Regions from separate parts of the Mus musculus genome. Here regions 1, 2, 4, 5, 6 and 7 are each linked to region 3. A link is a contact called in public promoter capture Hi-C data. All regions are on one chromosome and are shown on one strand. The core of a region is the stretch at or near the end of the contact, and the rest is flanking DNA. Distances in the headings are between cores, read along the strand shown.

Region 1 (3,958 bases), core at 551-3,050, 1.9 Mb after region 3:
TAGGCTTCTTTCTGCTGTCCATCATTTCTTGGGGGAAGAGATCTCATTAGCCTTTCCCAGACAGGTACCCCACAAACCTGGTTCCATAGCCAGGTCCCGGGGCTCCCGCTGACAAGGGGCCACCGGTGCTGCCCCGGCGCTGCTAGAGGTAACGGCGGCTCCTGCGTTCAGCTTCTTATCGGTGTTGCCCAGGAGGGTGTCTGGCGACTGGCCGTGGGGCTCGCCCTCTCCACCTCCCTGGGCTGTGTGAGCGCCCTCGTCATTCCCCGGGGCGGCCAGATCTGAGGGACAGGAGGAAAGAGTGGTGGGGTTCTCTGCCTGGGCTTCCATGCACGTGGGACAAAGTGCCCAACCAGAGCCCCTGGCTCGCGACTGAATCACCAGAGCCCCGTGGGTGGGGGATCTAGCTTTCCAGAATGAGCTTCCCACCCCACGAACATTCCGTTCCAGGGGACACCGGATTCGGACCCGACGCATGAGTCAGTGACCCGTGGCTCTCTTCGTCGGGCCGGCTCTTCACCCTTCGGGCTTGGTGGAGAATCCAACTGCATACAATTCCCAGAACTGGCATTGAGAGGCGCGTACTCTGGGACGAAGAACCCCATCGCAACCTGCGCAGTCGCCCGGTCCCCTGCCTGAACTACGAAGCCGCTGAAGCTCCGAGTCTCCAAGAGGGTGGGGGTGGGGGTGCGTGCCGCACTCGTGAGAACAGCGCCCAAGTCCCGCAAAAGCCTGCCTGTGCTGGGCGGACCCACAACTATGGTCTGCCCTGCCGGAGCGCGAGTGTGCACTGAGGCGCAGGCGTGGGGCCGTCTCCTTCACGGACCCACGAAGGCACCGCCAACTACGGGAGGGCGCGCGCGGGGGAAAGGGGATCCCTACCCAATCTGTCCCACGGGCGGCCAGTGGCGGAAAGCAGCTCCTCTCCGACTCAGACCCGCGACAGAGGGACAACTGAAGCACTGGGCTGACACCGACTCCAAGGGATCGCCCCCCTCCGGTCTCAAACTTTTTGCTCAATTTCACGGCGGCCCGGGGAGGGCGCTGAGCCTCTGGGCCGGCCTGGCCACGCCCCGCGTTCCTTGTGCTCTCGGGGTGGAACCAGAGTTGCGCGCAGCTCTGGTCCCCCACCCGCCCGGGATCTCACTGCACCTCCCCGAACACAGTCGCCGCCAGCCTGGGCTCGGCCACGCGCAGATGAGGGGCAGGATCCCCGGATACGATTGTGCGCCCGGTGCTGGAGGAACAGCTTAGGAAGTCCGCAAGAGGTGGGGTTCTGAGCCCGGCCTGAAGCAGCGCATCCGCGGAGCGCGAAAGCGAGGGCGCAGCCCACATGCCGGCGCCCAGCATCCGAGCGGGCTTCGGGTACGCGTGGGTCTGCGCTTACTGAACCTCGAAACTGCTGTTCACAGTAGGGATGCAGCGCCTCTTTGGCGTCGCTTAGACCTAGCCTGAATTCCACATCCAGACCCTAGTGCTGTCCTGACTCTGGGCCAGGGTCGGGTCACCCGCCACCCGCGAACTTCTCTTCCTCCCCTGCTCCTCCGCGGTGCCTTTACTTTTAGCTTCCAGATGCAGCCGCTGGCTCACTCAGACGCCGAACCCGAAGCAGTCTGGCACGCCTTTCAGGAGAAAGCTGAACCGGTTTGGGGACGAAGTCGAGATGAGAGTACCTCGTCAGCAACCTCCAAAGGTGGAGTCTTTCCCCCCAGGGAACACTATCAAGGCCTGAGATGCTGCCTGCCGCGGATGATCGGGATCCACGATCCTCACCGACTGGAGGAACCCAGCAGTGTGGACAGGGCAATGGGGGCTCTCATCAGGATTGGAGAGGCTAGCATGGGGGCGTGGTCCCAACCTCCCCACCCCTTCGGGCGATCTCGGGGTGAAAATGCACACGTGCCCCGGTGTATGCGCTTCGGTGGAGATAAACAAGACGCATAGTTGTGTAAGTGATATATTTCATGGCAAGTGACCTGAGGGTGTCCGTGACTAACCGGAGTTAAATTTTTGGAAGATTATTAGCGGAGACTTGGAAAAAGAAGCTCCCAAATCCTACCAAGCACCAAAAACAGACACCAAACTCCCAAGGAAGCTGCATTGGTTTAGCTCCGGTTACAGAGAACTGGCGCGCCCACACCGGCCCCCGCGCGACCCCACCCACCTCTATCTTCGCATCGCTTCTTAAAGTCCAGAAGAGGCGAGTCCAAGAGGAAAACGAACCCAGATAAGAAAGGATTGCAGTGAACTAGGTCACGCCTTGAAGGTGGCTTCTCTCCCAGAGGACCCTGGAGTTCCCCGACCGAGTTTCTCAGTATTTTAGGAGTCCCCAGGAGGGCCAGGGGCACAGGCTGGACCTGCGGTTCCGCACGCGTCACTGCAATATATGCCTTGGCTCTGTACAGCCGCGGGACAGCCTGACCGGATCATGAACGCCCCGAGTGCCTTCCGAGAAGGTGACTCAGCGACACGCTCACGGGTGGAGAAACTCCCGGAAACAACCAACCAACCAAAAAAAAAAAAAAATGAGGATTTGGAGGGAGCAAGGGCGTCATCACCCACCCCCGGTTCCGCGACTCGTGGCTACCAAGATCTGGTCCTGCACCTACCCCCATCCCCGGCTTCCCACCTTACACCCCTGGAATCTAGCGCGGACAAGGAAGGATTGCAGCTCTGCAGCCGCAGTGCCGTGGTCACGCGCTGCGGGGACACGAGTCGCGGTGGGAGGAGGGGGCTCTGCGGGGAAGCCAGGCTCTCTGCCACTCGCTCCCTTGTCTACCCTGCCCCCTCCCCTTACCAGAGACCTAGGGTCCAGATCTGGCGTTGGTATCTAGCAGACTCAGGGAGGAAACTATTCTCCCCGAGATTTTGAGCTTGGAGGGGGGCTGGCTGCCCAGACTGTAGGAAACACCCTCCTCTGCTCTCTCACGGTTTGGGAAGGAGTGTTTATCAAGCCCGACAAGCAAGTCATTAACAACTAAAGAGGAGAAACTGAGGCACGGGGAAGGAAAGATCGGGCTGTGTGTAAATTTACGCTCAAAATGCCGACCTGGATCAGGGTCTCGCTTTTCTTTGAGGCCTGGGGCTGGAACTTCTCATACTCTGAGGGCAAGCGTGGAGCAAGGTTGACTGGAAACTCAGTCCGTGGGAGAGAGCAGAAGCAGCCTGCAGGACATTTTATACTTGGGCCTCAGGGCCGGTTCCCCTTCTGCTCAGAAGAGACCCAGTGGGAGGGGGGTTCCAGTCTGGCGCTGGTTCCAGTGGACACAATGGCTCCTCTGTGTCGGCTGCCGCCTCATCCTCTGGCCTCCTCACCTCTCTGGTCTCTGCCTCTTTCATTCTTGTTCACCTCCCCCATTCCATGCAGCTTTCTAGACCCTTTCCTTTCCTAAAGAACTTTATCCTATCTGTAGAAACCGGCAAACAGCACCCCTGGCCCTGTAGCCGGGAATGGACAAGAACAAGATGTTGGTTTTCTTTTGTGTCTCTGGAAGGATTGGGAGGTGAAGGGCCTTATGGGAGCTGTCAAACCAATTCCCAACAAAGCTTATAACAAACCCCAAGCCCTTCCCCCAGTCTGGGAGGCCAAGTACCACCAGAGCTTACTCTGTGTTAGCTAGGCTGGTGTATTGCTCCCCTCAACAGCCACTTCAGGAACCCAGGGTCTGAGAATCTCCAGGAGAAACAGTAGCTAGCTCCAAGCACAAGTGCACAAACACAAGCATGCAAGCGTGTACTCTCTCTCTCTCTCTCTCTCTCTCTCTCCCCCCCCCTCTCTCTCTCTCTCTCTCTCTCATTAGCCAGCCTGTCAGCAAGGTGCAACTGGCTTTGGCCTTGGGCCAGTCTGGAATTCTGACTTATCAGCTCAGCCTCTGTTCCCAGGCCATACCTGTCTCACAGGTGAAAAGAATTGTTTTCCTTCCTAGGCTCCTCTGGGCAGCTTTCCCAGAGAAAAGTA
Region 2 (3,750 bases), core at 23-2,522, 1.8 Mb after region 3:
TGGACAGGGTGTCATAAATGTAGGCCTTCGTACAGGGCTAGGTACGCGAACATGAAGAGTGGTACTCTACCAGGAAGTGGGTAAGAACATCACAAGATGGCACCACCCAGAGCCGAGTTAAGGGAGGGATATCTGGGTCCAGGAGGGAGATGAGGAGGCACAGCCCAGCTCCTATGGGCTCAAGGTGGCTAGAGACGTGGGCTAAGGAGGATAAAAGCCTGTGGCTTAAACTTGAGGGAGGGCCGGCCGTCACCACTACTAATAATAGCAAAGATAACAGCAGCTGCTAGTTAGAGCCAGGGGCCCCACAAATGCTCCCTGTTACTGCTACCACACAGAGAGGGGAAAGCTGAGACCGAGGAGGCTTAGGGGATTCATCTAAGACCACAGGAGCAGTCAATGGCAGATCAGGATTTGAACCCCCGGCTCTGTTAGCTGGAGTCATATATAGTTATTTCTCATTACAGCCAACAAAGCAAGTTACTTGGTCAGTATTGGCCAGGCTAGAGTATCCAAAGCCTGGGCCTGGGGGCTGTTCATGACACGGAGATGTGGAGGGCCTTCCTCTGCATCTATTGCCAGTTACTGTGAGAGCCAGCTTTCAGCCTTAGCAAGAAGCCTCTGTGTCCTTGGGTGCAGAGCAACATTCACAGTTTCCTAAGGGACAGTCCCAAGAACTAGCATATACCTCGGTTGCCTTTCCAACTGCTCTGTGTTTAGTCCTGGGGTGGTTAAGGGGACAAGACCCAACTTCCAGCAAGGACCCGGTCTGGCCTAGAAGGGATGCCAGGCCTGAGGAGAGATCATTCTAATGGACGAAGGAGAGACAGCAGCTAGAGAAGGCCAAGGCTTCCTAGACGATGTAGCTGCAGCGATCGATCGGGGATTCTGGAAAGGATGCAAGCCTAGTCGAGGCTCCTGGAGTCAAAGGAGCCTGAGGTCACACGAGAAAGAGAAGGGGAAATTGAGTGGTTTTTGCTTGGTTGTTATGGGGGTGTGTCCGTGTGAGCGCGTGTGTTGCTGGAGATCGAACCTAAGATCTGTGTGCTAGGCAAGTGTTTAAATGTGGCCATAAGTGGAGCAGCAGGAGCTACAAGCCCAGGCAGAAGCCGCGGGCCGACCACGCCCCCCGAAGCACCGCCCACACACCAAGAAGCCCCGCCTCAATGAGGCCCCGCCCACACCCAGTCCCCGCCCCTGCGCCCTCGCGCAGGTAGGGAAGAGGCGGAGCGCTGGCGCTCAGCCTTGTAGCCGCCGCCCCGCCGCTGCCCACTCTGCTCTCAGCCGCTTCCCGGGACGTGGGGCCTCCGAGAGGTGAGCACGGGGAATTGGGTGCGGCGGAGCTCGGGTCCGCTAGGCCGCGGGTGGCCAGGGATTCACGGGGCTGCCCCGTTCGGCCGCGGGGAAGGTCGGGGGCTGTGCGCCCCGCAGAGCGCCCTAGAGGCCGAGGCTGGACTCTGTGCCCGCGGGACCGCTGGATCCCTCCCGCAGATCCTTGGCCTCTGCTGGGACCAGGACGCCTAAAGGGGTTCCCCGGGGCACAGTCACCAGATGTCTGGGCGCGTGGTTTGCGCAAAAGTTTAAAAGCCCAGAGAGGAAGAGAGGGCACTGCCCAGTGTTGGAACATGCGACTCCGCCTCCAACCAGAAATCCCTTTTAGACCTTAAGACTATATTCCCCTGTCTCCCGGGTGAACTTCCAAAGTCCTCGGGCAGCGTTTTGTGCGTGGAGCTTCGCCGCCGTGGTAGTAACAGGTGCGGGGGTGGGGGATGGGGAAGGCTCACACCGCCAGAGTAGTCCGCGGCTCAGAAAGTGTACTCAGGAGTCCTGGCTTAAGGACCGAGGGGTTTGGAGAGTTGGGCCCCCAGCTGATGTTTCTGCATTGGATTGAAAGTTAGGGAGCGAAAGGTCTGTAGGGCCCAGGTCTCTACCACAACCCCAGGGCAGAAGGGAAGCCAGGTCCATACCTTGATTCAACTCCAGGAAACACCGAGCCGCGAGTCTGTAGGGCCGGGACATAGAGAGCGAAGGTGAGGTGTACCTGAGGGATTGCCTCATAGGTGGAGCGGTTGCTGTTTCTCAACCAGCTGCATTGGGGGTTCCAGTGTGGGTGACATCTTGTGGTGAAATACTGTCCCCAGCATCTATGTTGTGCTGTTGTGATTGTAGTCAGGGAGAAGAAAATGAAACTTGGTTTCAAGCAGTGGTTCTCAGCTTAGGGGTGCTTTTGCCCGCTAAGGATATTTGACAATCCCTGGAGACACTTGGCCATCACAGGTCTGCCCCACAGTACAGAATCTGGCCCCTCAAAAGTCAACATTGAGTGACCGTCCTATGACCACCAGCCCACTAGGGTACTTCTTGTGAATTTCTCTCCCTACCTAAGTTTCTCCAGGGGCTGGGAAGGGCCAGGACGAATCTCAGTGAGAGATAAAGAGATAGGTGGGCAGGCTTCGCCCTGGCTGGCCACTGGCCCTGTGGAGGAGAAGCTGGGAACAGTGGCTCTCTCGAAGCACAGGTCTGTAGTACTTTACCCAGGATAGCTTCAGACACAGGATAAGCTCAAGGTAAGCCAGAGTAGCCCTGGGGATGGAGGAAGGGCAGGACCAAGCTCTGTTCCCATGGAGTTTCCCAAAGCTGGATGAGCTGAGGTCTCCCGGATAGCGGAATGCCATGTGACCAACTGGAATTTTCCTTCTGAACACAGAACTGACTCCCCTAGCTATTTACACCAGGAAAGTAACATCCAAGGAATAACGGGTCCACTGATTCCCTGTGGCTCCTCTCTTTCCTTCCAACAGGATGGGTTGCCCCTGGGGCGGTAGGAATCCTGGTCAGGGTGAGCTCAGGCCCTGCTGTAGTATTTGCTGAGTGACAGTAAAGGATGGAGGCTGGTAAAGAGCTTTCCACCCACGGGGTCCCCCAAAACCGCGGAGTTGGGCTCCTGGGCTGTACTCTTAGCTTTCTGGGAATGGAGGTGAGGCTGTTGCTGGCTGGGTAGGTCAGGGCCAGAATCCTCTCTTCCGGCAACTAACATTTCCATCTCCCTTTGTCCTGTCTAGTTTTGGACACTTCTTGCTTGAGAGCCCTGGTGGGGTGAGAAGGGAGTGGTGGGACTGGGGGCGGGGCAGGAGTCTCGGGTTGGTTGGTTGGTTGATTGATTTTGGTCTTTTTAACCATAAAACCCTGATGTGTAGCTAGACTTGGTGGTGTGTGCTTTGATGTCCCAGCATTGGCAGGTAGTGGCAGGAGAGTCAAGAGTTTGTCACCCTCAGTAACAGAGTGAGTTTGAGGCCAGTCTGGGCTCTACAAGACCCTGTCTCAGAAACCCAGCAGAAGACCAGACCTTTACAATGTAGCAGTTACCACTACTGTATATGGCTCTGAAGTCATAAAGTTAAACACCCAGACCTCCTCAAAGCCACCTACCCCAAACCTGTAACTCTAGCTTCACTCGCTCATTCTGGTCAGTGCCCACCCCCACCCCCACCCTTTCTATACACGCTGCTGCCAGGGGAGGGGAGGAGACTTCCAAAAGAGCAGGGGTAAATCACCCCAGACTGGAGCAGGACGACCACTGGGGGCTCAGGCCTACTCTGGGCTCACTGATGTTTTTCTTGTGACCTGAGCTCTGGACAGTGCCCTCCTTGGTTGTGTGTCTGTTCAGCTTGTGTGTGCGGGATGCTTGCTAACCCCCCCCCCCCCAATCTGGAATTACAGACAGTTGCCAGCTGCCCTGGAAATGCTAGG
Region 3 (3,918 bases), core at 750-3,249:
TCTTAGCCATGGAGCCACTGCAGACTGCTGCTCTGGAGGACATGTACTCACTCCTGCATGAACACGTACTTTGGGCCAGTAGGTTTTCTTCTAGGAATTTATCCTAGGTACATTTTATAGTTGTGCTTTAATAACACAAGGATATTCCCTGAAGTATTGTTGAAATGTGAGATTTTAGGTATTCCAAAAGAATGTTTTAGGGTGGAATTAAATAGCTTCCCTATGGTCTTGGGTAGAAGACTGTATATGGTAAAAAACCTCATTGGTCTCCTGACTCTACAGGAGTAATTCTATTCAAGGTCCCTAAAGGTCAGTTGCTGGGTAGTTGCAGGACTGTGTCATTCAACTTCTGAAGCTTGCAACGAGATGATGAGAAAGAAGTGTTGAAGCTGGTAACAAAAGTATCAATGCAACCCAACATCTCCTAAACAGACCTGTGTGCCTATGGAAACATCATTCGGATAAGGTTAGTATTGCACAATAGCAATACGGAAGGGATGGATTTCTTCTTAAAGAGATATTACCATAGCTACAAAAGAATTGCACACCGTCTAAAAGATATGACAGGGCTGAGAAGAAAACTCAGCTGGCAAAGTGATAGACTTGCAAGCACAGAGGTGAATCCACTGCCCAGAAATCATGTTACGAAAATGATGGGTGTGGTGTTGCAATCCTGGTGCAAGGGGTACTAGAGCTTCCTGGGACTCACTGGGGCTCAGTGGCCAGCCAGGCTAGCCTACTCAGCCAGTTCCAGGCCATCCAGAAACCGAGGTTGTCCTCTGGCCTCTAGGGGAACGCAAGTGCACCTGTGAATATATAAACCCACACAGATGCGTGTTCTCTCTCTCTCTCTCTCTCTCTCTCTCTCTCTCTCTCTCTCTCTCTCTCTCTGTGTGTGTGTGTATGTGTGTGTGTGTGTGTGCGCGCGCGCGCGCGCGCGCCCCTGGAACACCGACTCTGCCATCTCTCATAAAGGTTAAGCTGGGCAGAACTGAGCAATGTATTATTTAGAGTTGCACAGCTATGTGTTGTCTGCAAAGGAAGGCTTGAGAAAGATGAGCACAGTATTCGGGACCATGCCTCCCGTTGCAGGTGTAAGGAGAGGAGCTGGGAATTGGAAGGAATACCTAGAGTGCTTTAAAAATCCTACGAGCAATCTGCTATTCCGAGTGGAGAAGCTGTAACAAATAGAAGGTGGCTGATTGGGACTTGGTTTGGTCTGACACGAACATCAGAGAATTCAAGAAAGATGGCCTGCCAACCCAAGCACAGAAGAGGGAACCCAGCACATTTCTATTTTTCACATGTAATTTAGTATATATTCTAACGTTAGTTAGTGTATGTCCCAGAGGACAAAAAGGGGTGGAAGAAAGGGTTGTTTTTCACCGTGTTGGGTTACATATTTTGAATTCGTCCCAACTGTGCATCGGTTACTTCCCAGAAGGCTTTTGGGAGACTCAGGGATGAGGCTGAAGTCAGGAGGCAGGGCTGACTCTCTCCATGGTTGATGAGGGCCTCTTAAAGTCCTTACATGCCACCACTGTCTAGGACTGAGCCGGTATCACACAGCACAGAGCTCAGGGCAAGGCAGGCTGGGAAAAGATGAACCGGGGTCCTCCGTTTGTAAGGGCTATTGACTACAGTCGGCGGCGGGAACACACCACCATCCTCTGGTCCTGCTGTGGAATCTGGTCAGCATTGGCTATGACCAGCTGGAACTGCTCAGAAGAGGGTCTGAGGACTAGGGCGGCAGAGAGGAGTCCTAACTTCTAAACTTCCTGAGACGAAGGTCGGGGGGACCAGGCAAAGAACCCTGAAGCTTAACTGGGGAACGACAGACAACTCCTTTGCTGGATTTCCGCGCCTCAATTACAAGCTCAAGCGAAAAACTACGATTCCCAGCAGCCCGGCGCTCAGTGCGCAGGCGCAGAGCAGAGACTGGGTGGGCGAGTAGAGGAAGACACATAGAGCAAAGGCTGCCGGGAAGACGTGGCTGTAGGCAACCGAGAGTGCGGCGCAGGAAGACACTTAGAGCAGAGGCTGCCGGGAGCGCGCGGCCAGAGTGAGGCGCAGGCGCAGAACAGAGACTGCCGGGAGCGCGCGGCGGGGCGGAAGTGGCCGCCTGCCCTGTCCGGCCCTACGCAGGTAGGCGGCAGCCCGCAGGCTCCGGAGCCAGGCCCTCAGTGGGTGAGTGACGGTGCGCCCGCGGCCGGGTGCCCTCCCTCGCTGTGTTCTGGGGCCTGTTGCCACCCGCATCCGTCCGGCCCGGCCCCAGGCACCTCAAACTCCCCCCCGCAGCTAGGCTGTGACGGGTGCCGGACAGACAGACGTCTTTCCCCCTCTGGCTTGTGTGGGAGACCTCCCCTTTCTGATGAGGGTGCCGTGCTGAAGTAGTGCGAAACTTCTTCCTCTTCTGACTAGCATGCTTCAAATGCCCCTAGCGACAGTACCTTCCCTCCCTCCCTGCCTGGCCTGGGCACGGGCTCTCCAGTTTGGCACTTGATCACCTCTCTAACAGACCCACCTACGCACCCCATCCTCACCTGTAACCGCCCACTTCCTTGCTCCTGTCCTGGCTCTTCTTGCTGTCATCTAAGATTGGACCTTCCCCCTAGGCAGCATAGTGCACTATCCTTTTTTACTACCCGACTACCGACACCCCCTGCTTCTTCTGCACACCCCCTAGTCCCTTTCTGCACATACAACCCTAATCTCGGCTAGACTCTCCCAGCCTCGAAGTCGGGCATCACCTGGTCCATCCTTACAGAGCTTCCTGCCCCTAGCACCTGTGACATTCATACGCCTCCAGTAAACCCAAGCACCTTTCTGCAGTCACTCGGGAGTGCCTCAGTAACCAGCTTCATTTCCCAGTTCCATCTCAGGTCTATATACTGGACAAAGCTTAGACCTGGGAACCTGGTCTCACGGTGTCAGTGGGGCCTGACTGACTAGATCTTACAAGCTCCCAAGACTGTCCTGCATGTACTGCAGACCCTGCCTTGGGAACTCCTTCTCCCTGCCCCTCTGGGGCTTGTCTGAGGACCATCCTTCTGGACTGGGCTACAGGCCCTCCTTTGAGCTGCTCCCTAGACCTCGGCCTAGCAGTCTTGCTGGAACCCGTGAGCACAGCCTACTTCCTTCTGGATAAGACAAGGGATCTCTGTCACATAGAGCCCAGAGCGTCTTTGCTTGGCTAGAGACAGAATTCTGTGTGCTTTCTTGCTTTCTTTGTTCCATTTGACCTGTTATAAAAAAGTAAATGCTTCTTGCAACTGAATGGACCATGTACTGTGACCATATTGTCCCTCAGTCCCCTTTACCACGTAATATGCACCAGTGTGTCCAGGAATGCATGACATCCTCTGCCTGCTGAGCAGCGGGGACAGGAGGAGAGGTCTAGAGAGTGGAAGAGGCAGGTGTCCCGTTGCCACCCACCTGACTGTGGCATGTGTGCCCATGAAGCTCCCACAGATACGTGCGACCCTGTCACCTGAGCCTTGGAACATCCTTCGCAGTGTGGCTGTCTTCGCCGTGGCCATACAGGTAGGTGTTCCAGTGCGTGTTAGTATCTGTCCTTTGAGGACAGTGGATGGCAGTCCACACTCCTTCCCCTCTCTGTCAAGAGGCATGAAAATACCTATTAGAAGCCAGTGAGTGTTGAGAATTTCTGGAAAGCTTGTCTTAAATGCCAACACTGAAGGAATTAAAACCTTGTATACTGACTTTAAAGACTTTATATTGGCTTTTCTTTTCATCAACACAAGACAGATTGTCTAGGAAAAATTAATAATAACCCTGATCCTAGAGAAGTCCACATGCAATGAAATAGAAACTCAAGGCAGCTCCCGTGCATTGAGAGTGAGCAATTGTGAGCAGTAAAGTGCAGGTGAGCGTGAGCTGAGAGCCATCAGGGTGGTT
Region 4 (4,045 bases), core at 1,344-3,843, 1.8 Mb before region 3:
TTGCCAAACCCAAAGTCAGGAGGACGGGCAGGGCTCCTTACACTTGTAGTAAAGAAGTAGACATGAGCCGTTAATCCCTGCGCTCAGGAGGCAGAGGCAGGCGGATTTCTGAGCTCGAGGCCAGCCTGGTTTACAGAGTGAGTTCTAGGTCAGCCAGGGGTACACAGAGAAACCCTGTCTCGGAAAACAAAACAAAACAAAAACAAAAAAGAAGTAGATATGAAATCAAGAACTAGGCTCAGATACTTAAGATAAATTTAAACTAAATTAACTAAGTTTAATTGCCTGAACACACATTCTCTGGGAATAGACAGCACAAGCCAAGCCCAAGATTTCTTGTGAAAAGAATGGCCAGGGTCCTTCAACTTCTGCAGAGGTCAGAAGAGGACACCAGATTCTCCTGGGACTGGAGTTACAGACAGTTGTGAATCACAATGTAGCTACTGAGTCTTTATGAGCACTGACTGCTCTGCCAGAGGTCCTGAGTTCAATTCCCAGCAATGGGGTCTGATGCCCTCTTCTGGTGTGTCTGAAGAGAGCAATGGTGTACTCCTATACAATGTAACTACTGAGACTCAAACCCAGGTCCTCTGCAAGTGCTAGACAAGTGCTCTTAATCACCGAGCCAATTCTGCAGCCAGGGCCAGTGGTTCTAACTTGTGCTGCTCTGTACTGTTCAGTGCTCCCATCAGTGTTCCCATCCAGTAGTCCAGTCTCTATGCACTGGGCCTCCTGTGCTGCTGAGAACCTCAGTGGAGGCTCTAAGGCCAAGAGAACTCCTTCACATATGACTCTCCAGGGCATCTGCTTAGTTTCAGTCCACTGAGCACAGCCCAGGAAGAGATTGTCTCCACAGACTCCCACCCATCACCCTGACAGAGATCCCAGAATTCCACAGTTTCCTCTGAGAGGCTCTCCTTGGAGCCCTCCTGCCGGCCAGCAGTTTCCCTCCCATGCTCCCTCTTGCAGGAGCAGTGCCCTGACTTGTCTCCCAGGCACTCTTCTTGTTCTCTAGTTGTAATGGATTTTAAAACTTTTCTATCATTTCTAGGGCTTGAGGGTGGGAAGAGAGGCTATTAGGAATTATCTTGACCACTATCTTGATTCAATCCCTCTTGGTCTAAAAAAAAAAAATCAGTTTGTGTCCACCCTGGGGTGCTTAATCCCTGGGAGCTGAACTTCAAGGTCGATTTGATCACCACGTCTGTGGTTTGCAACCATAGCCGGACAAGTCCTAGATCCTGAGTGCTGCAACTTGCCCTTCAGTTAGCTACAGGCCCTCTCAGGATCCCTGGACTTCTGAAAAGAGGAATTTCAAAACAGAGCCATAAAGGTGGCTGAGTACTGCCTTCAGCAACAGGGAATTAGATGTTAGCTTCTGTGACAACCTCCTGGGAGATGCTGGGATTGATAGCGCTCAGGTGGAGCCCTGCAAATCCAGGGTTGTAATGTACCTCATTTACCTCCGGGGCTCATTTTACCATCGGCGGCACCAGATTACAGCCCCTACATCAGGTGGTTGTTTTCCTTTTCTTCTTGGTTTGCGGATTTCACTTGGAGCCAAGATGCAGAAAGGGAGAAAAGGTTGGGAAACACCTCCAGGTCTGAGACCAGGACAAGGCGGTGAACTCAAGAGGAGACACCTGCCTGCTCCTGTAGGTATGGCTTGGCTCTTGTTTGTCTCCTGCACTTGCTGCCCTGGCGTGGCTTGGGGCACACTTGAGATGTATCTTTCCCTGTCTGTCTGGGGCAAGCCAGCAACAGCTCTCTGGCCGTGGTCCACTTTAGCCTGAATATTTTTCAGCACTCGATATTTCTCCGCTCAGAAAGCAAATGAGTCGCTGCCCACTAAGGTGGTCCTGGGGCAGTGGCCCCCAATCCTGTAGTCCTTCCTGAGAGGGCCTATGCACCTCTGCCCCTGAACTCAGAGACGCCTTGAAAGCTGAACATCACATTATTACCACTCGATCTCAGAGAACCTTCCTGACTTCTGGGGATGTTGCACACCCTGAATTTCAAAGTTCAAGGCACTGCGTGTCCCGGGTGCAAGGGGCCATTCTAAAATCAAATCCCCTGGGGCTTCCTCTCCCTAGAGTCCAGATATGATTCCCTTACACTTCCTTCCGGATTTGGGGGCATCTTTCCAGATAGTGGAAAGGAATCCAAAATTTGTAATTCCACGGCGGAGCCAGCTCGAAGCTGCAGACACTCTCGGCCTCAGAGCCCAGATCCTGAAAAGCTTACCAGTTTACCGTATCTTCTCGGGGAAATAGACCCTCCTCTTCGGCCACACCTCCTGGATCATCTATTGGCCAACCTGAGCACCGCCCACGCGATGCCATTGGTTTGCACCGGCTGCCCAGACAAAGGGAGCGGCCGCTGCGGGAGGCGATGGGGCGGGGCTAGGCGGAGGCGCTGGGGCAGGCGGGGACGCTGCCCTCATGGAGGCGGGGCGGGGGCCTCCACGTGGGTGGGGCTGGGCGCCCTCCCCACCCCCACGAGGGCCGCGGCCGTGGGGCGCTGGTAGCTCTCCCGCCCCTCCGCCCTGCACCCCTCCCGCCCTAGGGCTCTTTCCTGGACTGCGGCTGCAGCCTTCTCTTCCCGGAGGGCTCAGAGTTCGTCCCCTTTTCGCGATTGGGAACGTGGACACGCCGGAGCCTGGATGCAGAAGGGCGCGCGGGAACAGGGAGCTGGTGCGCGAGCCGCAGCCCAGCGTCCAGGCCGCCCCACTCTCTGCTGATCCAAAGGACTAGGGAAACCCTGCGCGCCGACGGTGGCCTGGACGTTGGCGCGGGCCCTGGCGCTAAAAAACGGATCCCATTTCCAGAAAGGCGGGCCGGGTATCCCGCTCCTGCCTCCTGGAGAATTAGCTCGGCGGAGGTCGACCAGCCGGGTAGGGAGGGAGGGATGGAGGGACAGGCCTAGGGTCGACCAGCCGGATAGGGAGTAGCTTCTGGGAGCTCCCTTGCCTACGGAGGGCCGGTGAGGCTGCCCTCAGAGCGCCGCCAGGTACGTGCTTTTTCCTTGTTTCCCGCGCGCCCAGAGCACACTCTGGGGAGGGAAGGAATAAAAACCCAGCTGGTGTGTAGGAGATTTTCGCACCAAACGTGTCTTTCTGAGGGGTCCTGGGACGGTAGCCGAACTCGGGGTAGCCTCCTGAGCTGTATTCTGGAATCCCTACTGGGCTCTCCACCACCCGTAAGACGGGCTTGGAGCCAGTTCCTGTGGAAATGCGCGTCACTTTCTTCAGAGGCCCACGAAATTCATCCAGGACTCCATGGGTACTACAGCAAGATGGCTCTGTTTCGAAGTGGTTCATACAGTTATCCCCCAACCCGGAAACCTAGAATTCTCGTTTTCTGAACCGGGATGTTTACTTTAGGGAAACCTGGTCTTGGCTTCTGCTGCGCGCCGGGTGTCTAGGAACGAATCCCTCCTGGATCCGGGAACCCCAGATTTGCGGGGTTAGGAGATACCCTCAGAGTTGTGGTTTTTTGTTGGTGGTGGTTTGTTAAGAGCCTGGTAGCTGAACTGGAGCGGGCCCCGTCCCCTCCCCCATACCCACTTCAAACAAAAGAGCTCCTCCGAGAATATTTTTTAAGGGGAAAGCGCTTCTGAATGTGGACCCTCAGTTCTCCCCGCCCCCCGTTCCGAGGAAGGACAAGGGTTTTATATGTGTGTTTAAAACAAAGGCGAAGCTAGACGCGAGTTGCCGGGAAAGGGCCGCTTTTATTTTAAAGTTCTTGAAGAATTCACTTTCTTTTCTCCCAAGTTAGCTGCAGCTGAGCCAGAAGCGTCCCCACTGGCTTACCCGATAGTGGGATTTTACACGGTGTCGGCTAAGGGTGGCTTTGTGAGAAGACCATTTCAGAAGAAGAAACGGGGCTCTGGCTGGTGGGGTAGAAACCCCTATGGAATGAAAAGTACTCCCAGTCTCTTTGAGGAAGATTGCAAAGTAAGGTGGGTTGTTTTTCTTTTGTCCCATCCTTCCCACCCCTTAAATTAGAAGAAAAGGCCCCCAAGCGTGCAGCACCAGGTGGACGTT
Region 5 (3,793 bases), core at 723-3,222, 2.0 Mb after region 3:
TCTTGTGCATAGGAAGACACTGAGCAGGATGAAAGCAGAAGACTCCCAGGTCTAGGAAGCTGGAGGTCTGGATGGCTGGATGTAGGAGGGGGTCTTGGGCATGATGAATCCCACCTGAATTTTCTAAGAGCTTGGCCGCAGTGGCTGGGGCCCACAGCATCATTCATTTTCCAATCTTACTCCAAATGTTGAGAGCTAGTTTAAACTGAGGCAGACTCTCCTTCCTGAGCATCCCCCCTCGTTTTTTGTTTGTTTTTGTTTTTTTTTTTTGTTTTTCGCGACAGGGTTTCTCTGTGTAGCCCTGTCTGTCCTGGAACTCACTCTGTAGACCAGGCTGGCCTCGAACTCAGAAATCTGCCTGCCTCTGCCTCCTGAGTGCTGGGATTAAAGGCGTGCGCCACCACGCGGGGAGGGGGGGGGGCGGCTCGTTTTTGTCAGAAGAAAAAAGTGCTGAGAACAAGATACAGCAGAAGATCCACATGTAGTCTTGTCTCCTGGGGACAAGGACACCAAAAAAAACAAAAAAGTCCAATGGCAGATCTCTTAGGGAATAATGTTTTACCACCCCTCTCCTGGGCTCAGGCCCTCCTACACGTTTGGAGCTAATAGCTAACTAGGAGTTAGAGCAGAGAAGGGATGTGCCTGGCCTCAGGAAAGCAGGGTACCCACTGGCCAGAGGGCAAAGGCTCTAGCCTGGAGCCAAGTTGGAAGAGGACAAATCCAGGCTCCAAGAACTATTTCCTGGACTGTTTTGTTTCTTAACATACTGAGATTAAAAGAAATTCTTGGCCTCACCTTAGGTATATAAATCTGTATATCCTCCATAAAGGTTATGTTCCCTGGAGGCTTTGGAAGGGCCAGCCTACCTTTGTGGGTAGAGTTGGACTTCCGGAGCCAGGGTGGATCTATCCCTCCCCTGCTTCCTGCAGCACTGGGTGGGTGGGTGGTGTGTGTGTGTGTGTGTGTGTGCACACGGCTGTGTTTGTTGCACCAAGACACAAATCCCTACCTCAGTCGTGTGTGTGTGTGTGTGTGTGTGTGTGTTTTGCATCAAGACACAAATCCCTCAGTCCCCCACCACCCCGAAGTCCCCAAAGGTCTGGTTATCCTCGAGCCCCTTCCCCATCCTCTGCTATCAGAATCGCAACATCCTGCTGGAAGCCGTCTTCCCTTCCTTCTACCCCCACCTCCCCAACACCAAGGCCCTTACACCCAGGGCACAGCGCCCAGCACAGGGCCTCAGGCCCCGATCCAGCGGCCTGGAGGCGGGTCCCAAAGTTGGGCGAGCCAGCGCCGGCCTGGGAGCGCTCTTTCCTGGAAGACATTTTGGCTCTTTGTTTACATTCGCGGCGCGCCGCTCCCCGGCAACATGGCTGTCACCGGCGCGGCTGACAGCGACCCTGCCGCACCGAGCGCCCCCTCCGCGGCCCTGGGGAACACTTACCATCTGCGGGTGGTGGTGGCTGTTGGGAATGTTGCTTTCTTGAAAGAACGTGCTTAGGGCGGTCTGCGGACAAAATACGGGACGCAGCGGCGTGAGCGAGGCCTGGCCGCCCCGGCCCCCCCCCCCCCCGCCGCGGCCCCCCTACGCGGCCCCCGGCTCCCACGCGCGCTCCCGACCCCGGCCCGGTGCACACCTCGAACTGCCAGTGCGCCGCTTGCAGCAGCTGCTGCGCCTGATCGGCCGCGCAGCCCGCGGCCAGCACGAACTGGTTGATCATGACCTGGTGCCGCAGCTCGTCCGTGTTCACCGACATGGCGCTGGGCGGCCGCCCCGGGCTCACGCTCGCAGCTCCGCCGCCGCCCGGCGAATGTTGTGGTTCGGCTCGCGCGGCCGCGCCGACGCCGCAAACAACAGCGCGGGGCGGGGCCGCCAGGCCCAACGTTCGGGGGCCGTGAGCCGACGCCGCTGATTGGCCCACGCGCAGCCCAGCCAGCCGCCGGCTCCCACACGGACGTTCGATTCGAATCCTGCGGCGGGCCCGGCCGCTCTGTTTCTCTCCTCGCCTGGCCGCGCCCATTGGCGGAGTCGGTGCCGCGGGGGCACCCCGGCATTGGCCAGCCTCCGTGTTTTGGCTCCTCCGAGTTGGTGGTTGGCTGGGGCCGCCATCGGGAGGCGGGGCGTGATGCGCTGATTGGCCTACCGTAGGCCTGTTTGAACTCAACTCGAAAACCCTGACCGCGTTCTGATTGGTGGAGGTCATCAGTGTTTGCTGTTGTAGGCGTGGGGGTGGTGCTGGCCAAGTTCATTCATTACTTCATTGAAACTGAACATGCTCAGCTGGAAAAGCAAGACGGAGTGGCTTTGACTCATTTCCTCTGAAAGATGTGGTCATCTCGAGAAACAGAACGATCAAAATAGAAAACACACAGAACCTTCGCAGCTACTCGACTCTCAAGAGTATTTAAATTTTTAAATAGCTTCTAAACAGTCTCTCTTAAAAAAAAAAGAAAAGAAAAAGAAAACTTTTGAAACATGGCAGACAGATCCTGGGTTCAATTTCTTAACACCACAAAACAAAACAAAACAAAACAACACAAAAGAACCAGGCGTAGTGACCACATGGTTTTAATTTCAGGGCTCAGTGGGAGGTAGAGGCATTCGGATAGCTCTGAGTTCGAGGCCAGTCTTGCCTACATGGTGAGTTAGTTCCAGGACAGCCAGCAGGGCTACATAGAGAAACTCTCCAAACACACACACACACACACACACACACACACACACACACACACACACACACACGGGGGTGGGGGGGAATAGCCAGTGCCAGGGCATGCTTTGCATAATCCAGCCTCGGGGTTTAAAAACCTTATGCTTTAAAAAAAAAAAAAAAAAAAAAAGTACCTGTTTTCAGCATGAAGACATTTTCTTTGTCATTATTCCCTGATCAAGAGGACATTGATACATCTATTCACATGAAACTTACATTGTATTGGGTATTAAAGTGACCTAAAGATGATTTAAGGTACACAAGATGGTGAAGTTGGCTGGTAGGAAAAAATGACACATGGTATAAGAGCCCCACTTATCCAAGGATTCTAGACCATGGGGAGCGGGCAGGAACTGTTTCCACCCTGATCTGGAGGATCGGATTGGGAATTTACTGTGAAGGCTCCTGTTTCAGGAAGACATATACTGTTTTTCATCAGAACTAATTACAGCGAAGGTTCTAACTAGTTAGGGTGTGCAGAACAGAAGGACAGAACAGAAGAAAGCAAACCTCACTTCTATTTCTTTGCCAGTGAAGGCAGAGGCAGTGAGAGTCGCTTTCCATGGTGTGGGTGTAAAACCAGACTGGGGTTGACAAACTTGGCAGCAAGCGCCTTTACTCACTGAACTCTTTTTATTTTACCTAAAAGGACTAAATGTTCTCTTTAAGAGAACTTGCCCGTTTTTTAGAAAGTATCTAGCTAAGAATAAGGTTACAACTGATGTTTGCACACCAATGAATGCACAGCTGGCTGGAGAGCTCTCCTAGCCTACCAGAAGCCCCGGCTACCTCCCCAGCTCCACAAGAAGAGAACAAAAAGCTTTGGGCGCAAGGATGAGTTAATCTTGTTTCTTTTGTCTTCTGTTTTGTTTGTTTGTTTTGAAGGGGTAGGAGTACTATAATTATCTTTAGATATCCCCAAAACGCCCACGGGCTGAGGCTGTAAGTGTGCCTGGGAAGTCAAGTATAGACCCCCCCCCCCCAGCCGTGTTTCAGGGTCCCCTAAAGCTGTTGACACTCAACTTCTTTTATGTAGCATAGCATAACACAGCATAGCGTTTGTACATAACCCCTACACAGCC
Region 6 (3,868 bases), core at 462-2,961, 1.7 Mb after region 3:
AAGCATATGGCTGTCTGTTAAGACTGAGGATTAAAAAAACCTATCTCAGGAGGTGCTTAAACATAGCCAGTGCTCTGGTCTTGCTGTGAGAATGGTCATCAAACCGTTTCTCCATGCCTGCTCAAACCTCGAGGACTCTTAATTCCACTCCATACCCGTCTCATCCACTGACCTGGGTGGAAATGTGTGTATTTTAACACTTTTTACGTGTTCTGAGAGATATCCAGGTTTGGAAGCCAGTGATTCTGTGTTACAGAAGACAAGGCTCTGTGCTACTCCCAGGTAGCAGGCCCAAATCTTTACTTAACCCAATTTCTAGGCCAAAAAACAGCTTGGTGGCTAAAGGGGAAACCAAACTCACTCAAGTCAACCAGACACATAGATGCAGTGGCACACGCATATACAAAAGAAACAGAACCCACTCACTGAACGTCAGTTTACTTAGCAGTTGAGTGAGGAACAATTTTGTATTCACCAATGTTAAATGCAGCTTGTGAGAGTGCTGAGTAAGGAGGACCACGCCCTCCTCTGGACAATCAATCCCCAACAACCTCTAACCCCACCCCCACCCCAAACCTAACAACCAACCCTTCCCAGCTACCACAACCCCTGCGACTCTATGAAGCTCTTACCAGGCGCAGGCATCCTGAAGGCCCTTGTGCACCACCACGCCTTTCCATGATGCTTCCTGGAGACAACACCTCCGTCTGAAGGAGTAATAAAGAGATCCCACTTCATTCTAACAGAAGCAACCTTACTGTGGTCATTCTCAAAACAGACCTCAAAACGTCGAGCCTCAGTAAACCATGACTCTTCACAAAAGTGTCATTTCAGACAGGGATAACTTAAATCATCCTCAGCTCAACCAGCAAGAGGCCCCCCAAACCCCCCAGTGCCAACCCAACTCATTTTTGGAAATCCGGTTCTGGCAACCACGTTGAGTTGCAGAACGACACTCTATAGCCCCAAATTACACCGGCACAGACCCTCTTCTGGACTTGTTTGGAACCCTTACCGACACGGGCTGCAGAGGGCTCAACGCGCATTCTTCTGGCTGAACTTGAGAACTATGTCTGAGGCAGATGCCCACCATCTACCTATGCCTTCTGACGGGTGGACCACACCGAGCCCGTTGGCTTTCAGGGATCCAGCCATTACTTCTGAGACGGAACCTGCATCTTGTCTCCCGAGTGCCAAAAGGCAATGCCTTCGGGGAAGGAGAAGTTATGCCGCGTTAGAGCTAACGGCTTTCAGTTTTCAATCCCGTTCATGACAATCTGTAGTTAGCAGGAGTCACTCGTGTTCACTTAAGGCCACCACCCTCAATGGAGACCCCAGGGAAGACAGAGCTGAGCACATGGCTGGCTTTGGGTCACAGAGAGAAGACCGCTCCCCGCCCCAAGAGAAGGGAGATCGAAGACCAAAAAGGGCTTCATCCCGTCCGCATCAAACGTCTCGCAGTCTGGGGAGCATTTCCTTAGACAGCATCTCAGACCTCCTAAGGCCCACAATAGCAAAGGAAAGGGCTGATCGTCGACACGTCACCTCCGGAGAGAGCAAGCGTGTCGACGGTATGTGTAGGAAAAACCTCATCTTCCCTTTTCCACAACTTACCATCACCCAAAGCTTAGGCCTTTCAGGGAGAACACCACAGACCCGCGCGGCCATAACTTCCAAACACGCGGCAGAGGACCTCGGAAAGGACGAGATCGCGCTTGCGCGCAGTCTTCCCGTTTTCCCTCCCCTCCGCAAGTCTCGCCGGAACTCTCGCGATGTCGAGAATGGTTTGATGGGAAATGTAGTTCTAAATCTACCGTTGCCAAGAATGGGTCGTCTCACCTCACATTGAGTGAAGAGAAAGGGGTAAGATGGTGGCAGCCACCAGGGGCAGCAGAGGGTTCGGGGTAAGGAGCTTGGACTGTGAACTTCGGCGGTCCCCCGCTAAGTCTGGGGAGGTGGAGAATGTTCGAGGGTTCAGGGACCGTTGAGGAAACTGAGGCTCGTTAATTGTGCTGCAGATTTTTATCTGGGGTGGAGAAATGTCACTTGGCTTAGTTCCTTAGTGAAGTCCAGGGAGAGTCCCAGGGAATGGGCAGAAGCTTTTAAGATGGGGGCGAGAGCGGGTTCCGGCGGCAGGGGGCACTCGAGAGCTGCAGGGGCGACCGTCAGTAGCAGCAGCAGCAGCCCCAGGTATTCGCCTGCCTGTGGCACTGTTCTCACAGGGAAGATACAATGAAATCGGCGCTGAGGACTAGCCGGTATAAGTTGGAGATAAAAACCATTTTAATAGAGGGGTTTAGTGTGAGGATTAGGAGAAAGAGAAGCGCTCAAGAAGAATGCATACCCAGGGTGGGAACTGGCTCAAGGAGAGTTGCAATTGATTGTGTTAGCCATGTATAATTCTAGTAGCTCGTGAGTTACATCTTAAAAGGTTGCTAGGAGACACCCCCTCCCCACTTTCTTGCTATCTTGGTAAGTGAAATAAGTGTGCTGGCCCCAGAGAAGCGTTGGATGGAACTGTAGGCACAAGTCGCTAGGGGTTGCATGGGGGTGGGGGTGGTGTAATTGGTGAGGGTCGCTGAAAAATTGTAGTTTAATATCTGGGAAGGGCAAAAGGGCCTTCAGCAGTTGGTAATTATGCCAGAATTCTTGTTTCTCTGTTGGCAAGAGACTTGACAGGATTCCTGAATGAGGGACCCTCTTCCTCTATCGTGGGCGTGTTTTCCATGTCTTTCGATCCTGCCTCGTTCGTTTAGAGTATCATTTTGCATGGGGCATCTTGACTTCATTTTTAAATAGGACAAAATGGCAAGGCAGGGCCAGAACTTATACCTATTTACAAGCTAGTTTAAATTTACAAGATCTAGAGCCTTTTATTCACAACCCTCGCCCGGTCCTCCAGTCCTCCTCAAATGGAACTCTGTAGCATTTAGCCTGTATCATCTTTTTAATGTGGAAATCTGTTACTCACTCTTAATGACCATATCCGTGTATATTTCTCTCCTTTAATTTAATTGTGAGTCCTTTTGGGGGGAGGGAACTCTCTTAATATTTTTTTTATTCCCTCATAGTGCTGGGCTTAGTGTTGGGCTGTGTCTTTCTCACAGAATGTCCCAAGGAGATAATCAATAATGTATTCAGCAAGAACACAGGCCCTTGAATTTTCTATCTTACCCTTGAAGACAGACTATTTTGTTGAGTTCTGACAGGAAGGATGCATTTTCTCTCGGCACATTAAGTTCTTTCATGTGAGACTTGCAGGGGGAATTCTCAAGAATTTGCCCAAAGCCGCTTGTGAAACTCGTGGGCACGTGACCTTCGGCAGACAAGATAATAATGGTAGTTAGCACATGACGAATTGGATTCGCTAGGTGGCTGCTCACTGTCTCAGGTTCTTTAACCCTCGCTATCTATGAAGCCCTGGGACTATCCCATCTGGCAGATGAGAAGACACGTGTCAAGAGGGGAGGGGAGGGGCTGGTTAAAGCCTCAGTGGTGCCTGACTTGGTTTGATCTCAGCCCGCAGAGTTTATGCTTTTATCATTCGGTTGCTAATGCGCTGAGCGAGTTGACCTACTACATAAGAGCTTTTCTTCCAGGGGGACAAGTAGGGCGGAGGAGGATTTGTGTCTTTAAAAATTGACGTGTGGGTATGAACATGTATGCAGGTGCACATGTATGAGAGTAGGTGGGTGCATGTAGAGGTCAGACATCAACTTTGGGTGCCTTTCTCAGTCACTCTCCACTTTAGGTGTGAAGTCCAAGTCTCTCACTAACCCTAGAGCTTGTGGATTGGCCAGACAGACTGACCAGTGAGCTCCAGGGATCCCCTGTGTCTCCACTTTCCCAGAGCTCAGACAACAGACAC
Region 7 (3,960 bases), core at 864-3,363, 1.9 Mb after region 3:
TCAAAACCTACTTTTCATGATGGTTCTTAAATGCTTCAGCGTCCCCTCTAGCCCACCACCCACCTGAGGCAGTGGAAAAGGAAGGTTACTAGGATACGGGGGAAGTGGACCTGTTTAGAAATGGTTCTCTGCAGCGATTTCAATCTCCAGCTGACTTTCCAAAGAAAATTGAAGTTTCCACTTCAAGCTCTTACCATATACTTCTGATATTAAGATATTCCATTTTGGCTGTGACCGGAAGCAATGGACCCAGTCGATTTTGGATTAAAACTGGCAAAACCAGGAACTTAAATACATCATTTCCCCTTTCATATTTCCTCAGGTATGTGTCATAGTATAAGATCATATGTGTTGGGGGCCAGAAATCGCCTCACAAGCCACACAAACACCAATCTCAGTCAGACAGGGATAGTTTATTGAGCAGGTGCCCCAGGACTGGGTGACGAGGGTCATGGTCCAGATTCAGGTTGCCAAGGTCATGAATGTGTTTTGTAAGTCCCTTCCTTGCATAAGATATGTATCAGCAATTGGTGATTCCGTGCAAGACACTGAAGCTTCACCCTTTTATGGTGGTCCCTGGTGTCTGGCCCTTGAATAACACTGAGAGAATAGGAAGACTGAAGAGGGTACCTGCCATGTGCTACTTAAAGAGCAGGAAGGGAAAAGGCCTAGCGAAACAGGTTATGAGGTGAGGCCAGAGAGCTTATCGGCCCTTCCTGATTAGGTCTAGTGTAATCAACCTTGGGGCTCACAATCTGAGTCCAAGTCAGGTCTGGCCACCTTCTTCAATATGTTAATTAAAATTGCAACTTGGGCACGGGAGGGATGGCTCAGCAGTTAAGAGCACTGGCTGCTGTTCCTGAAGACCCAGCAGCCCACAACTGACTCCAAACTACAGTTCCAGAGAATCTGACACCCTCTTCTGGCCTTTGCAGGCACTGTGTATGCACGGTGCACAGACACAGAAAGACTCAATGTTCAGGCAGATTTCTGAGTTCGAGTCCAGCCTGGTCTACACAGCGAGTTCCAGGACAGCCAGGGCTACACAGAGAAACCCTGACTCGAAAAGCCAAATTAAATTAAATTAAATTAAATTAAATTAAAATTAAAATTAAAAGTCGAACTGAAAACAGAAAGCAGAAAAGGGAGATTTATTAAACCTAGCAACATCGGTAAGAGGAACAGAGGAATCCAGAGAAGTCCACAAGTCTGTCCTCCGTCCAGAAGTGAGATAAAAATGTAAGCAGAAGGCCGAGGATTTGCCACCTAAGCCGTCCCTTCCAGGGCAAGGTCCCGACCATCATTGAGACGCCCTTGCATGGGCTTCAACCTCAGCCTGTAAGGTGGTCTGAGAAGTCTCTGGAGCTCTGTGAAAGCTGTTTTTGGGAGTCACGTTTTTTTTTCTCCCAGCATGACATTCCTGAGGTGGGTGGGGGAAGATCTTTACTTCTTTGGGGGTCCGTTTTTCAAACAGTCTGATAGATCGAGAGGCTCAAATGTCTCTTTGGAACGACTTCATCTATTTACACAAAAGTAAATGAACACACGCGCCTTCTGTATTTGCACAAGGCGAACTCATGCGGGCAGAGCGGCTGGCTGGGGTTGAGGGGGACGGGTGGGAGAACTGAGAACAACAACGGGCAGGAGTGCAACCTTGCCTCACGTGCAGACACAGATATAACGTCTAGGGAAGGCCTCCACGTCCAGATTCTGGAGCAGTTAGTTTAAGTGCCCGCAAAAGGGAAAGGGCCGGCTGTCCCTTTTCAAATAAATCCCAGCCTGCGCAAGCGTGGAGGGGAGCGCCGGAGGCTCGTTCATCATAGAGGCGTGAGGCTAGATTGTCTCCGGTCCCTGGGCGGACATCTTAGTTCCTGGCAGTAAATTTGAAAACATTTATAAGTACCACTAAACATGGCTGCACCTCCCAGAATAGTGGACATTAAAATACCTGTCCCCGGAGACTCAAACTCAGGCGAACACGCGAGTCAGCGGCGCCTGTGTCAGAACAGGCTCTCCATGCCATGCCCACCTCCCTGCCCTTTTCCGAGATGGCGGCGGGGGCGGACGCTCTAGCTGCTCGACTCGGTGTCGCGGAGGGGCGCGGCCTGCCGCGGGGTCCGAAGGAGGCTGCGGCGCTCGGCTGCGCCTTCGGTGCGGCTTGGAGATCCGGACGCATCTGTGTCGCGCCTCGTCCCTCTGCGGCCCCGCGCGGACCGCTGTAGCCGCGCCTCGGGCCGGAGGATGCCCAGGAAGCTGCTGCTGCTGCCCCCGCTGTCCGCGTGCTCTGCTCTGCGTGTCCCGCGGGCTCGGCCCGCCGCCTCGCCGGCCATGAACGCAGCCCGCACCGGCTACCGAGTCTTCTCGGCCAACTCCACGGCCGCCTGCACGGAACTGGCCAAGCGCATCACTGAGTAAGCGAGGTGGTCCCCGGGGTGGCCCTAGCCCCTCTCCCCGTCACCTCCACCTTTGCACCCGGGAGCAGCAGGTTTGGGCCGACTCCCCAACCCCGTCCCAGGGCCGCGGCGCACTCTTAACCCTAGAGAGGTTTCCTGCGCTTGCCCTGAATCTGACCATCGCCATTTCCAGGCGTCCCTAAAGCGACAGGCGATGTGGGTCCATCCTAGACCGAAGGGTTAGGACAGTCAGGGAGAAGGGAACTCAGAAGTACTTCGGGCTGGGCGGGGGGAGAGCCGCGATTACAAGTGTGTAGGATCAGTTGTACAAAAAAGTGTTTGCTTAGGGGTGTGTGCGTGTGTTAACCACTGACCTCAGGGGACCGTGGGGGCCCTGAGATGTCTTTCCAGGCTTGTTTGTTGTTACCGATGCTGGATGGATGAAGGACGTGATTTTTTTTTTTTTTTTTAAACCTTACTTACAAACTGTGGGTGCTTCTATGGGGAAGGGATGGGAGCGTGAGCCTGAACTTTGCGGAAATCATGGAGAAGAATCCTGCAGAGCAGAGCCTCCCGGTGCCCTGCTGATAATAACCGGTCTACTTAAAGGCCCCTTTTCAATTTTGGAGAAAACTAGAGCCCTGGTATAAAGAGCCTTAAGGGCCCTTTGTGAAATAAGCTTTTTAGTAATATGTATCGTTTCTCTTCTCCTTTATGGGACAGAGCTTTATCGTAGCTCCTGCTGGCCTGGAACTTAGTGAATGGATGAGGCTTGCACTCTCAAGAGTTCAAGCCGGGAGATCTGCCTGCTTCTGCCGCGGGAACACCACACCCATCATGGGCTTTGGTTTCTGAGATAAGGTCTTATGACCCTGGTCACACTCTAAATGGTGTGATATTTCTGGCCTTGGCCTTTCCGATGCTGGCAGTTCAGGTGCGCACTTGGACTCCCTGGCGTAAATGACTTGACTTTGAACATTTAAAGTCATTTTCATATTTCAAAAGTTCTTAGCTCCACCTGTTTTATTATCAGTTGGACTTTGAAGTGGGTTTAGGAGATATGTACAGGGAGACAGTCAGTCTCTCCGGTTTCTGTTTCTTTTCATGATTTATTTATCGTGTATACAATGTTCTGTCTGCATGTGTGCCTGAAGGCCAGAAGGGGGCGCCAGATCTCATTACAGATGGTCGTGAGCCACCGTGTGGGTGCTGGGAATTGAACTCTGGACCCCTAGAAGAGTAGCCAGTGCTCTTAACTGCTGAGTCATCTCTCCAGCCCCTGATTATTTGTCTTGTCCAGGCCAAGGATCCCTTTAAACATGAAAGTTGAGCTTGTTTGTATTGGGTCACACTTATCACACGTGACCTTGCCTTGAGAAAGCTCCACTTTAAAAATTAGTGGTTTTGGGCTGGAGAGATGGCTCAGCAGTTAAGATTACTGACTGCTCTTCCAGAGGTCCTGAGTTCAATTCCCAGCAACCACATGGTGGCTCACAACCACCTGTAATGAGATCTGATGCCCTCTTCTGATGTGTCTGAAGACAAACAACTACTGTGTACTCACATA

Evidence for each region. Promoter capture Hi-C pulls out the DNA fragments that hold promoters and counts their contacts.
Region 1: a contact with region 3 is called in a promoter capture Hi-C map of pre-B cells, with 3 times the contacts expected there. The contact joins the promoter of Sphk1 here to the promoter of Cant1 in region 3. A contact is called at or near these places in 2 of 39 promoter capture datasets (liver and pre-B cells).
Region 2: a promoter capture Hi-C map of liver shows a contact between it and region 3, with 4 times the contacts expected there. The contact joins the promoter of Rhbdf2 here to the promoter of Cant1 in region 3. A contact is called at or near these places in 4 of 39 promoter capture datasets (hippocampal neurons, liver and pre-B cells), 1 of 115 datasets of contacts at active chromatin or transcription factors (pancreatic cancer cells) and 1 of 9 other capture datasets (pancreatic islet).
Region 4: a contact with region 3 is called in a promoter capture Hi-C map of pre-B cells, with 4 times the contacts expected there. The contact joins the promoter of 2810410L24Rik here to the promoter of Cant1 in region 3. A contact is called at or near these places in 2 of 39 promoter capture datasets (liver and pre-B cells), 1 of 484 Hi-C or Micro-C datasets (pre-B cells) and 1 of 115 datasets of contacts at active chromatin or transcription factors (pancreatic cancer cells).
Region 5: a promoter capture Hi-C map of liver shows a contact between it and region 3, with 4 times the contacts expected there. The contact joins the promoter of Ubald2 here to the promoter of Cant1 in region 3. A contact is called at or near these places in 2 of 39 promoter capture datasets (liver and pre-B cells) and 1 of 115 datasets of contacts at active chromatin or transcription factors (pancreatic cancer cells).
Region 6: a promoter capture Hi-C map of pre-B cells shows a contact between it and region 3, with 2.7 times the contacts expected there. The contact joins the promoter of Snhg16 here to the promoter of Cant1 in region 3. A contact is called at or near these places in 3 of 39 promoter capture datasets (hippocampal neurons, liver and pre-B cells) and 1 of 484 Hi-C or Micro-C datasets (B cells).
Region 7: a promoter capture Hi-C map of liver shows a contact between it and region 3, with 5 times the contacts expected there. The contact joins the promoter of Prpsap1 here to the promoter of Cant1 in region 3. A contact is called at or near these places in 2 of 39 promoter capture datasets (liver and pre-B cells) and 1 of 484 Hi-C or Micro-C datasets (pre-B cells).

What each region holds. Positions count from the first base shown.
Region 1 is chr11:116,530,293-116,534,250 of GRCm38.p6, reverse strand. Sphk1 (sphingosine kinase 1) reads right to left here and starts at 1,800. Exons shown (of 6, transcript NM_025367.7): 1 at 883-1,800; 2 at 78-281. The coding sequence starts at 87.
Region 2 is chr11:116,621,742-116,625,491 of GRCm38.p6, reverse strand. Rhbdf2 (rhomboid 5 homolog 2) reads left to right here and starts at 1,272. Exons shown (of 19, transcript NM_001167680.2): 1 at 1,272-1,314.
Region 3 is chr11:118,417,199-118,421,116 of GRCm38.p6, reverse strand. It overlaps Cant1 (calcium activated nucleotidase 1), which reads left to right and starts at 1,999. Exons shown (of 5, transcript NM_001025617.2): 1 at 1,999-2,187; 2 at 3,463-3,543.
Region 4 is chr11:120,188,404-120,192,448 of GRCm38.p6, reverse strand. It overlaps 2810410L24Rik (RIKEN cDNA 2810410L24 gene), which reads left to right and starts at 2,593. Exons shown (of 3, transcript NR_030682.1): 1 at 2,593-3,009; 2 at 3,773-3,960. It also overlaps Gm9734.
Region 5 is chr11:116,432,273-116,436,065 of GRCm38.p6, reverse strand. It overlaps Ubald2 (UBA-like domain containing 2), which reads right to left and starts at 1,972. Exons shown (of 3, transcript NM_176902.3): 1 at 1,638-1,972; 2 at 1,445-1,507. The coding sequence starts at 1,757.
Region 6 is chr11:116,669,503-116,673,370 of GRCm38.p6, reverse strand. Snhg16 (small nucleolar RNA host gene 16) reads right to left here and starts at 1,711. Exons shown (of 5, transcript NR_027821.1): 1 at 1,615-1,711; 2 at 1,016-1,207; 3 at 633-707. Snord1c (small nucleolar RNA, C/D box 1C) reads right to left here and starts at 866; the gene lies at 789-866.
Region 7 is chr11:116,488,499-116,492,458 of GRCm38.p6, reverse strand. Prpsap1 (phosphoribosyl pyrophosphate synthetase-associated protein 1) reads left to right here and starts at 2,113. Exons shown (of 10, transcript NM_026364.1): 1 at 2,113-2,411. The coding sequence starts at 2,242.